2 separate regions of the Neogale vison genome follow, and region 2 is linked to region 1. The links are chromatin contacts, called in public Hi-C maps. All regions are on one chromosome and are shown on one strand. Each heading gives the region's core, a stretch centred on a gene start, on an enhancer-like site or on the middle of the called end of the contact. The rest is flanking DNA. Distances are from core to core; before and after follow the strand shown. Region 1 holds the start of BCL6 (B-cell lymphoma 6 protein). Region 2 has its middle 220 kb from the start of TPRG1.

What was found. A called contact is a pair of places that touch in the nucleus more often than the background predicts.
Region 2: a contact with region 1 is called in a Hi-C map of muscle, with 20 times the contacts expected there. The contact joins the enhancer-like site here to the promoter of BCL6 in region 1. A contact is called at or near these places in 2 of 3 Hi-C or Micro-C datasets (muscle and tongue).

Annotation. Positions count from the first base shown.
Region 1 is chr6:110,160,678-110,166,330 of ASM_NN_V1, reverse strand. It overlaps BCL6 (B-cell lymphoma 6 protein), which reads left to right and starts at 2,758. Exons shown (of 9, transcript XM_044251971.1): 1 at 2,758-2,829.
Region 2 is chr6:111,243,349-111,248,982 of ASM_NN_V1, reverse strand. No RefSeq gene overlaps it. Among named protein-coding and RNA genes, the nearest start is that of TPRG1, 220 kb to the left of the region's middle. Within about 2 kb of position 2,007, the one cell type or tissue checked has open chromatin away from gene starts, as enhancers often do.

The DNA of each region.
Region 1 (5,653 bases), core at 1,509-4,008:
GTTCTACTGCCAGTGGGAGCAGATTTCCCTCTGCTCTGCAGCGCCCCCATGGGGCTAAGATTGAAGTGGCAAAGAGAACGCAGGAGGGACAAACCGTGTTTAAGGTTGGGGTGGTGGGGGGCGATGGCAATGGACCAATGAGGCACGGTGGCAACTTTGATTAGAAAAGTGACCAAAAATCATAAAAGTAACTCCATCATAGGATCAATAACAGAGCAGAGCCATACATTTCACATTCCAAACCCTATACAGATACACCTGAGAAAACTTGAAGTTCTTCCTACTCTCAATGATAAAAAAATATCACACATATAAATGCACAGAGAAAATCGCTTTGGCAAAATCGGGGTATCGTTTTGAATCCAGTGGAATTCATTTAAAACTCTGAAAAGGGAGGGGAAGGAGACAATAAAAAAGCAGATAGTCCGCCTTCTGGCAGAATGAATCTGCACTTGACAATATCATGTGTCTTTGGGGGTAAAATGTTCATTTCAACAACAGTGACAGGATTAGGCCTATGTATATTTTTCAAAAATCCTTTACAAGACAGGCTTTTCTGCAGAGGCTGCAGTAATCCATCTGTCAATAAGTATTAAAATATTCAGATTTCATAGGAACAGACACTTAGGCATATTTTCTAAGCTCCAGAACTTGTGGAAAATAATCAACCCCTTTGGACCTCTTCTGGATCTAAAATTCCCAACACGGCCTTTTAAAAGTGGTGGCGGCGGGAGGGGTGCACTGACAATAACATTTTCAGCAACAGATCTGAACTTCTTACGGACTTTTCCAGGGAAAGAGATCCCAAATATCCCAAGAAACAGCCCGTAATCTTTCGTAGCTCTGCTCACTTCTCCATTTTAAACCCAAATTTAAGGTTGGGAGAGGTAGAGTATTTTGGGACATATCTTTTTTGGAAATTAACAAGTGCAGAAATTTTGTGGAACCTTTAAGAACTCATCTGTAATTTAATGAGTCGCCTGAAGGACTCTCATAGCCAAGGCTCAGAACAGCCTGACCTTTGAAAGCTGCTTCTGGTCCAAACATTTTGGGTTAATTCTTGAGGAATCTGAAATATTATTTTCCCCTCACACCCTTTTTTAAGAGAGAGACATAAAAGAAACAAGAGTCTCCCTCATTCGGGGATGAGTAGGAGGGGAAAAAACCCCAACCAACATTTAAATAGGGAAACTGGCAGTTCTGAATAAACAAACCAAGGCCCGCAGTGAAATGATTCCGCACTGCATTTGCCTTTAAAAAGAAAGGAAAGAAGGAAGAAAGAAAGAAAAGAAAGAGTTCCCCCCACTTATCCTCCTCCTCCTCCCAAGTGAGCTCGGGAGCTAAGGAGCCTGTGCTGCGTGCCGCGCGCTGTAGTTGTAGCACAGGCTGTTCTAAACACACGCAGTATCTGTGATACTGGCACGGCAGGCCTTTAGAATTCCCTCCGGCTGATCTCTTAAACACAGACAGAAGAGATTTTTTTACAACGACCTTGAAACGAGCCGGGCGTGGGGGGGAGCGCGGGGGATCGAGACCTTAAGAAAAAGCAAAACACAAACATGTATTTGGTTCACCTAATTTGGTAGAACACACGCGTACACATACCCAAACACACACACGTTTCTTTCAACAAGAAATGTCCGAACAGTCAACAATAACAGAAAGAGTAAACCCACCACTTGCTGTCCTGGAAAGAAATAAACCAAACCAAAACAAATCCTTTGAACATGTCCCTCAAGTGCAGGAGAGCCTCCTCTCAGTAAAAAAAAAGAAAAAAAAGTCCAAGGGAAAAAGAAAATTGCACCCCCCCCCAAAAAAAGTGGGGGTTGGGATTGTTACATGCGATCAAAAATTGAAGCCGCTCTCAATAGTCTCAATATTAAAATAACACATCTTCTTTAAAGCGCTTGAGCGATTAGAAAGTGGGGGTGGGAAGCACACACACACAAAACAAAATCCAACCGACGCGGGATCCTAGTATTTACGTAACACCACAAACTTGCAAAAGGCAAAAATCAGAAGAAGAAAAAAATCCGAAAATCATCAAAATACAACCACCAAAAAAAGGAAAAAAAAAATCCCAAGCCACCACATCAACAAGGAAAAAAAACAACAAAAGAAAACCGAAAGACGTCCCAAATAAAATAAAGCAAATGAACCCACCGAAAACTGCTTGGCAAATATTTTTCTCGTGGTGCCTAATATTCTAGCTGGAAAGAGCTGTGGTGTTTATTGTTTTTTTCTCTTACTCGCCTCTAAAGCTACTATATATAACAGACTTTTTCCAACGGGTCGAACCTCTCTCTCCCTTTTGTGTATTTAGCTCGAGTAGCTGAGTTTATGGGTAAGAGAGGAGGAATTAGCCCCAGACCCCGGGAAAGCAAAGCGCACTCCCCCTCTTATGTCACCGAATAGCAAATTAGTTCTCAGAATTCCAGAGGCCGAGCTTTGCTACAGCGAAGACGCCGACGTCACAGAGGGGGCGCCCACGTGACGCTGGCGGAGCAGACTGTACCATCGTGCGGGGCCCCGGGAGGGAGGGACGCCGTCTGGCCCCTCGAGCCTCGAACCGGAACCTCCGAATCCGAGACGCTCCGCAGCTGAGGACCTCGAAATCTTCTGGGAACTGGAAAAATATTGTGGCTTTGAGGGCTTTCCATGGGCTAAGAGAGGCAAAAGTCCCGGAGAGCTGACACCGAGTCCTCCCCTGCCTCGTAGCAGTGGTAAAGTCCGCAGCTCAAATTCCGAGAATTGAGCTCTGTTGATTCTTAGAACTGGGGTTCTTAGAAGTGGTGATGCAAGAAGTTTCTAGGAAAGGCCGGACACCAGGTGATTATTGCTGTTGCTGCTGCCGCTGCTGCTGCTGCCGCCGCCGCCGCTGGTGCCGCTGGTGCCGCTGCCGCCGCCGCTGCTCATGATCATTATTTTACCTTTTAATTCTTTTTTTTTCCGCTCTTGCCAAATGCTTTGGCTCCAAGTTTCCTATGTGTATCTATTGATATAAATGTATATATTTATTTATTCTAGCTGTCAGGTGTTAAAATAAATGCCGAAGATTAGTCCCACGTCTCTCCCACTCTAGGATATAGATTTTTATATATTTGTTATTTTATTCTTGTTGTCTTTGAGTGAATCGGCCGGTTTGGGGAGGCTTTTGCCACCCTCCCTTGTGTTGTTTTGGTTTTGGAAAAGGAGGTGGAGGAGAGGAAGGAGGGGAATTAGGGGGCGGCCGGAGCCGAGAGGACGAGACAGTGTTCGGGGGGTGCTCCGGGCAAGTCTGGGGGCTGTCTGGCCCCAGACGACGGAGAGGACGCGCGCTCGCGCTCTCGCTCTTTCTGCTGCTGCTTGCGTACGGCTTGTGATCTCGCTGGATTCGGGCGGCTGTGTTTTTTCCCTCTTTTCTCGCTTGCAAACTGCCTTCCTCGCTCCCTCGCTCCTGCCTCCTCTTCCCTCCCTCCCTCCTCCTTTCCCTCGCCTCTCCTTCCTTCTCCTCTCCCGTCCTTCTTGGTGACTCCGGGAGGCGAGGAGGGAGGCTGCCCGCTCGCTCGCCCCGCTGGCTCCCTTCCACCGGCCTCGCTCCTCTAGATTCCCTGCCTCCGAGCCGAGATTTGGGAGGAAAAATGCAAGCGAACTCCTCGGGTTTTGTTTTTCTCCCCCCTCCTCCCCCTTAAGCCCAGTTGAAGTATCGTTTCTACTATTTCCTTTTAGATCCGCGGTCTTCCTAACGAGATCCGAGTGTTCTGGTGTCCCCTTTGGTGGACCCCTTTGGTGTCCCCTTACCCTGTGTTTTGGGGGAGGTTTAGCTTGCCTGGGGGCGGGGATGTTGAATACTTTGAAAATTATTCTTTCTTGGTTGCAGTCAAGGGAGTCGGGAACCCCCGCGCGCTCCCTCTCCTCATCCTGAGGGGAGAGACTGGTGGCGGGACAGGGATTTGGGGGGTGGGTGGCAAAGGGGTGCGCGTTTGCACCTGCGGTGCTGTTTAGCGTGCGGGGACTCTGGGAACCTTCACAGGACGGCCCAGCCGAGCGGGAAGGTGGCGGGATTTCTGGCGGTCGCGGTGTTTGTGTTTTGGGCGCTGCGTGACTCGGTGTTAGCTCCCAATGGCTGTTCCCCCGCCTCTCCTAATTTTGTTTTATTTTTTCCCATGGTGCGAGCTTTGTAAAAAGACAACTGCAGACCGGAGAGTAGACGACGTCAGGCTTCAGGTTCCCGAGGTCCTTGCAAGGGGCTAGGGGAAAAACAGCCCCAGCCCGCGTTCCTACGTGCAAGACCCGGGAGGAGAGAAGGGCACGCTGTGGCCCTGGATGAGGGACCCGGCAAGGGAGGAGGGGGCGCGGGCGAGAAAGGGAGATCTTTGTGAGTGATTTTGCAAAAACGTTTTGCGAGGTTGGTTGGATTTGCAACCTGTGGCTCTCCTCGAGGGAGTAAGAATGGGGGAAGGCGGCGGCGGCGGCGGCCCGGGGCGGGAGCGGGTGGGGAGTTGGATCCTCGGAAATGAGCTTCGCTCTTGGGCAGCGGGAGCTAGGGGCCACCCCGCTGCGAGAGGTAGTGACCGTGGTCAGTGTCTTGAGAACTGTGGATTGCATTGCCTTTATGATGCGTGTTATTGGAACTCTGGCGAAAAATGGATCTAGTGTTACAATAATGAGTTTCGAAGCTACTCCACGGAAAACAAAAACACAACCCAATAGATTAAAAAAAAAAAAGAAAAAGGAATGAAAAAGACCCCTTTAATGGGGTGCCCCTTTTTGCAGTGGTTAAGAGTTGGTGGTAGGGGTCCAGCAACTGAACCTGGACAAGAACCCCAAATAGGGTATGGAAAGTCCAGAGCTGTTACTGGGTCCCTGTCCATCACAGAGAGAGAGAGAGCTGGTCATCTACCCGCCCCCCACCAGCAGCCACAGGAAACTGATTTAATCTTCTGTGGATTTTTTTTTCCATTCAGTTTATAGTTTCCAGGAGGAAAATGTTGTGGCTCTTTACTTTTTTTTTTTTTTTTAAGAAAAGTATCAATAGATGCTTTTTTTTTTTCCTGTCAAAAAAAAAAAAAAAAAAGCCAAAAAACTGGGGCAGGACAGAGGGAACCAGGGAAAGGGCTGTTTAGAAATACAGTTTGTGGCTCTGAGCGATGCCACTGGCTTCCTCTACAGAGACTGCCAGTTTCCCTTTTCTTTGCAAGGTGTGTGTGGTTTTAATAAATAACTTAAAAAAAATAAGAGGGGGGGCCGGCAAGATCTGTCAGGAGACAGGTATCTATTTTGCTCACTATTTACTACCAAGAGCCTTTGGCACTGGAACAGAACCTCGTAAATCTGCAGCCCAAGTTGAAGTTCATCTGGCCCTAGTCCACACGCTATTCCTGGAGGTAGCAAACATGAGCTCAAAGGAATGAGGTGAAATCACATTCTTGCTTTAAAATATATACCTTTTTTTTTGGTTAAGGAGAAAGAATATTGTCTCTGGGGCAGAAGGAAATGGAAGGAAGGGCGCCAGGAGATGGGCATTCCCTTGCTAAAATGACTCCAGTTGGGTCCTCAGGCTGAAATAGAAACCTGTAGATGGGAAATATTTCCTCCTCCCCCCACTTATAAATAGAAGTTTCCAATATCCTATTTGGAAGACTTTCCAATACTGCAGGCCCAAGCATTGGCT
Region 2 (5,634 bases), core at 758-3,257, 1.1 Mb before region 1:
TATACTGAGACCTTATGGAAGACCCCAAGAAGAGTTGAAGGAGAAAGAGAACACAACACCTCTAGAGATGAGAATTGGTTTTGAGGGATGCAAAAGATTTGAATGTGTGGCAATGAGAAGCCAAAAAGCCTTCCAGGTATTTGAAAAAAAAAAAAAAAAAAAAAAGGAAGCCTGAGCCAATGCAGTTGGGTGGAGAGGGCAGGGGACCAGGGGCCTCTGGGAAGCGTGGTGAGGAGCAGAGTAGATCTGTTGTGGCTGCAGAGGGAGATATAGTAAGACCAGGGAGGGATGAGGCAGAAAGGGCGTGGAGGCCCTGTTAGACTTGGTTCTAGTTTTGTGGATATCACCAGGGAGCATAAGCGGGGTGGCATGTATCAGTGCCCACGGTCTCGGACATCAGTTGAGACTACCCGGCCGTCCAGACACATCGCATAAGCTACTGCTGGTCTCTCCAGGCCGACTATCCTCCCTCCAACAAGTGAGGCAGTCTGATCATTTGAGGAACTGTGGGACCTTTTCTAGTTTCAGTACCAAGCACTTTCTCTCTCCATCCAGCTGCTAGAGAAGTGGTTTTGGACATTTGGGGGGAAGTGTCTGTTTGGCAATCCTGAGAGCTAGACAGCTTGGGGGGGTAGAATTTAGGGGCTATCCCCTGGTAAATATTCAAACTTTTGAAGTTCCTGGTGAGACCACTTTACATTCCTAATTTCCAGGAGAGCACACTCAAGTCCAGAGGAAGTCTGGAACTTGGGGCTTTCTGAAGGATAGAAGTCAAGGTAGTCCGGGAGAGTATCTGTGACACAGAGCAGAGCTCTGCAGTTGGTAAGAGACTTTCCAATGTGGGCCCCACATTTTGTGAGATAGGTCAGGAAGGTGTTATTACTGTGAACGAGTGGCATATAAAGGAATTAGGGTGCAGACACATGGGTGACTCATCCAAGGTCACAGAGCAAGTGAAGGAGGGCCTCTACTGGAGCCAGGCCATGTAGGCAAGCACCAACCCCACAGCCTGCTCTCAGAAGGGGGACAAGGGAGCAAAACCAGAGGGGAAGGAGGCATAGAAGGCAGAGCCAGTGGGAGGGAAGGAAGAAGTTAGAAGGGAGAGAATTACAGTAGAAGCTTGGCAAAACCCTTCCATCTAGTTGCGGGGACCTGAGATGGGCCTAGAACCTTCTCACTCTCCTTTTTCCTTCCGGATCCAAGAAAGTCAGGCCGAGGCTGTGCGGTAAGGAAGGGCTGCAGGCGTGTTGCTGGGCCTGCCCCATGTATACAGGGACCAAGCAGCAGGGGCGGCCGAGGGCCCGGGCCAGGAGGAGGGGCCGGGCCTGCCTTTGGTGCCTAGAAATCAAAGCAGCCAACCTTGGGCTTTTTCTTCCCCTCACACTGAGGCACTTTTATTGGCGAGATGAAGGGAGGCAGAGCGGGCCTACAATCCTCGCTTAGCTTTTGGAGGTTAATGACCCAGTTAGCAGCTCTTGGCTGCGTTTCCGACATTTTGCAGACATCAAGCCCCGCGTCTCTGCCAAGTACATTCTGTTCCCTGGAGCTCATCCAATGCATCTCAGATTACTATGTAATGCGACAAAGAGGGAGAGGTGGCTGGGAGGGGCAGCGGGAGCGGGCGGGCTGAGCGGCCGGAGGGGCGAGGGAGGGGTAAGGGGATGCCACCCTAAATATAGCTGCCCTCCTAGAGATGGAGGGCCAAGGTGCCTATTACTGCACTAGAGTGATCCCCAAGGGAGGGCACGGAGGCCTTAGGGTCCGGGAAAGAACTGAAGGAATCCTGCGGCGAGCTCACCCTGGGGGGCGGGGGGCCTGCCAGAGCCTCCGGGTGGGCGGGGAGAACGGGGGAGGGGGATCGGGGAGGGGGAGGAGCTACGGGATAGGCCCCGCCCCAAAGCCCTTCCCGCAGTTCCAGAGCTGCTGCAGCCCGCGCGCTAATTATAGACGTGAATGGAAAGCGGCAGCTTGTGAATGATCGCGTTGCTCGTGCTGCCTTTGGAGGCTGAGGAGCAGGTGCTGCCCTGCTAGATACAAAGTGATTCATTTAAAAGCCCTCTGTCCCGCGAGCACACTCACGGACGACAGGAATCCTCTAGTTCTCTCCTTCCACTGCCCAGAGGTGGATTCCACTATTGGTTTTAAGAGTCCTGGATCTGGGGATCCGGACGGTGAGAGGCTGGAGTTTCCCATCTCTTTCCTCCCATCTTTACAAATCTCCCCGTGGGTGAGAAGAACCCCCACGCCTTTTCAAGCTGTTGGGAAGTAGTATCTTGTTTTACAGATGGAGAAATTGAGGCTGGGACAGAAGCAGGGATGTGCCCCGCCCCCCGCCCCATGCACACATCCTGGGGCGCATGGTGAGTCAGTGTGAGCTATTTGCCTTACCAAGTGGGAACCTGAAGCAGATTTCACTTCAGTAACATTCATTTCCAGGCATGGATCTTTGGCATAGGATCATCCCCTTCCCTATCCTGCCTCAGCTTCCCCTCTTCCCCGCCCCCCATCCCGCCACTGCCACCAGGAAAACTTGCTAATGCTAGCTGATTCTCATTGGGAGGTTTAAGTTCCGGGCCTGGAAACTGGGTGAAGTGAAAACTATGCCCATTTTCCTGTCGGTTATGTGTGAGTCAATCTGATGTGCCCTCCATCAGCATAATCCTGTCATGAGGAACTCCAGAGGAGGCAAAATGCAGCCTTTTCTTCCTCCTCAGCATCTCACATGCACCCAGCGCTCAGATGCCACATGATCTCATGAACATCACCACGGAACCCAGGCCACGCAAGCACAGCAAAAAGTCTCATCACCATTTTACCAAGGGTTTGGAAGGTGGAGGAGACTTGCTCTCGGTCATCTGCTTGTAGTAGCCAGTTTGAGAGCCAAACCCAGGACTCCAACCCGCATGCTGCGCTGTGCCTAGTTCTCAGACTGTGGTCTGCAACAGGGGGCAGGGATCCACCTCGTCCTAAAGAGAGGTTGTGCTAAGAAGCCTGGTGATCTCCCACTTGGCTGCTGGCCTTCTCTCCTCAGAGGCTCCCACGCCCCCTTCCTCCATCCTAAGCCACAGTAGACAACTGGGTGTGAACAGCTGCCTTCTTTGGGACCGGAAGTCTCCAAACCCCTCACTGCTCTAGACTTCAAAGAACAAGGCCAATCCCACTCATCTGCTGGACCTATTTACGTTCTCCTCACCTCAGCTGATCCCCCTGGGCCTAGCTCTTTCCCTGTGTTCCCCTCAAGATGTCTACCTGGGAGCATCAAATACTACGCTGAAAAAAGAAGGAATAGATGTGAAGGATATTTTAATTATTCTTTTATTTGCCTCTTTGAAGCAAGGAGTGTATCTGAGTCTTTGTAGGTCCCCATCCAACCAGACATACAAGGGTACAGCTGACTGCACTAGCATAGCAGACACACAGAAATGTTGAAGAATCATAAAGCTTTCACATAGCTGAGGAAATGTGCATATACCGAGGCTGGCCATTGTCACGTCTCTCTGACAACACAGATCTTTGGTCAGAATCTGCAATTTGCACGTGCAGGATGAGGCTCTGCCCTGATCAGTTGTGCAATATTGGCAGGTTGCTTAATCCCTCTGGGTCTCCATTTTCTCATCTGCAAAATGGACATTATTATACCTCACAGAGTCAATGGTAAGTGGTATTGGCAGTGCTGGGCCAGGAAAGGAGGAAAATGGGTTCAAATGTGAATGGTAGTCTCTGTAGTCACTACTTAGTTTGGAAACCAAAACTGGCTATGGAACTCGGGTAAGCTTTTTAACCTCCACATGCCTCCACTTTCTCATGTATAAGGCAAGGATACTAAGCATACCTATCTTATAGTGTTATGTGAATTAAATGAGTTAGGAGGTGTAGAGGGCTAAAAATAGTGCCTGGCACAGAGTAAGCGCTCAGTACATATGACTGTTGCTTTTATTGGAATTAAGTGAGAATTGAATGGTGTAATGTGTGCGGAATTCCTAGCATAATGCCTAGCAGAGGGTCAGCACTCAGGAAATAATTTATTTCCTCATCTGTAGAATGGGATTATGATAGTTTCTCTTACACAGGTTGTTCTGAGGATTATTTTAGATAAACTATTAGATAAATTATTTAGATGGACACTCTCTGTAAAACTATATAGGACATGTTTTGTTATTAACTTTAATGTTGGGGTGTTGATTCAACCAGGGTGTTCTAACTGTGCCTGGTCCTGTTTGAGATAGAGATAAATAATATCTGCACTATCGAGGTGTGGCTAGGGAGGTGAGACCCGGCCTGGATATACAAATGATTCTAGAACATCAGGCAGAAGGTGATGGGTGCCCCAATTAGCCTGTAAACCAAATGCCAGGACCATCAGAGAAGGGGAAGCAGAGGAGGAGACCAGGCAGTAGAGTCCCAGGGAGCCCCAGGGAGCCCCCGGGGCCCTGTGAGCCCTACTGATGACATGGAGGGCTGGTGATTCATGGTTAAACTGCAAAATCTCAGATAGTGGAAGTGGAGACAGAGGGGAGGGAGGTTTCTCCAGGGCCAGAACTGGAGAGGCAGACACTGGGGATTTCCACAGCTCCTCTACCGGCACCTCTCAGCTTCCATCACTGCATGTGTCCCTTTGTTCTTCACACTGACATATAAGCTCCAGAAAAGATGGGAATGGAGTATTTCTTCCTTGTCCCTAAGGCCTGCCAGGCTGACAGCACATAGTAGGAACTCAATAAAGACTCACCAAACAAGTGAATGCTTCCTTGATCCTAAAGACAAAAGGACCACGAGAGTGGCCTAGAAATGGTCCACAGGGTCTCCAAGGAGGTTTTTCCTACCTTTAACTACTAACCTTTAACTTCAGCATACAGGTGGGCCCAGGGTGACAGAGTTTAAAAATTCACTAAACAGGAGTGCAGAATTTGTTTCATGATCCTTCAAATATAACTATTTTTAGAAAATTTTTTTTAAAAATTCTATTTTTAGAAAATAGAAAGGGCTGGGAAGAAAGTTAAAAGAAGAAACCTGGGTGGGGCGCCTGGTTGGCTTAGTGGTTTAAGTCTCTGCCTTCAGCTCAGATCATGATTTTGGGGTCCTGGGATTAAGCCCCACATCAGGCTCTTGGCTCAGCAGGGAGCCTGCTTCCCTCTCTCTCTCTCTGCCTGCCTCTCTGTCTGCTTGTGACCTCTGTCTGATTTTAAATAAAATCTTAAAAAAAAAAAAAACCTGGGGATGAAATAAATTTCCACCTGTAGCCCTCCATCTCTTATTTAGTTACTTTAGCTAGCTGTCTGCTATTTTTCCACTTCTCCTTCTGAAAAAGAGAAGGAAAAAGAAAAAACAAATAGGGAAAGAAAGGAAAAGAGAGAGAAGAAGAAAAGAAGTTACCCAAGAAAGCAATGAGTGTGGTCAACTGGTCTTGTTGTATTCTCAAACCCTCCATGACCTGGATCCCTTTCCAGCTCAAGTTGGGGAGCAGAAAAGAAATCCAACTGGTTTCGGTTGTTAAGGGTATAGAACAAGCAGCTAGCTGATAGAAGCTTTGCCTACTCTCCTTCCTCACCATCTTTAAAATAATTTGTCATTGTCTTTCTTCATCTGCCTTGGGTAGACCATTTGCTCCTGGGCTTCTTGATCAAAGGTACAGAG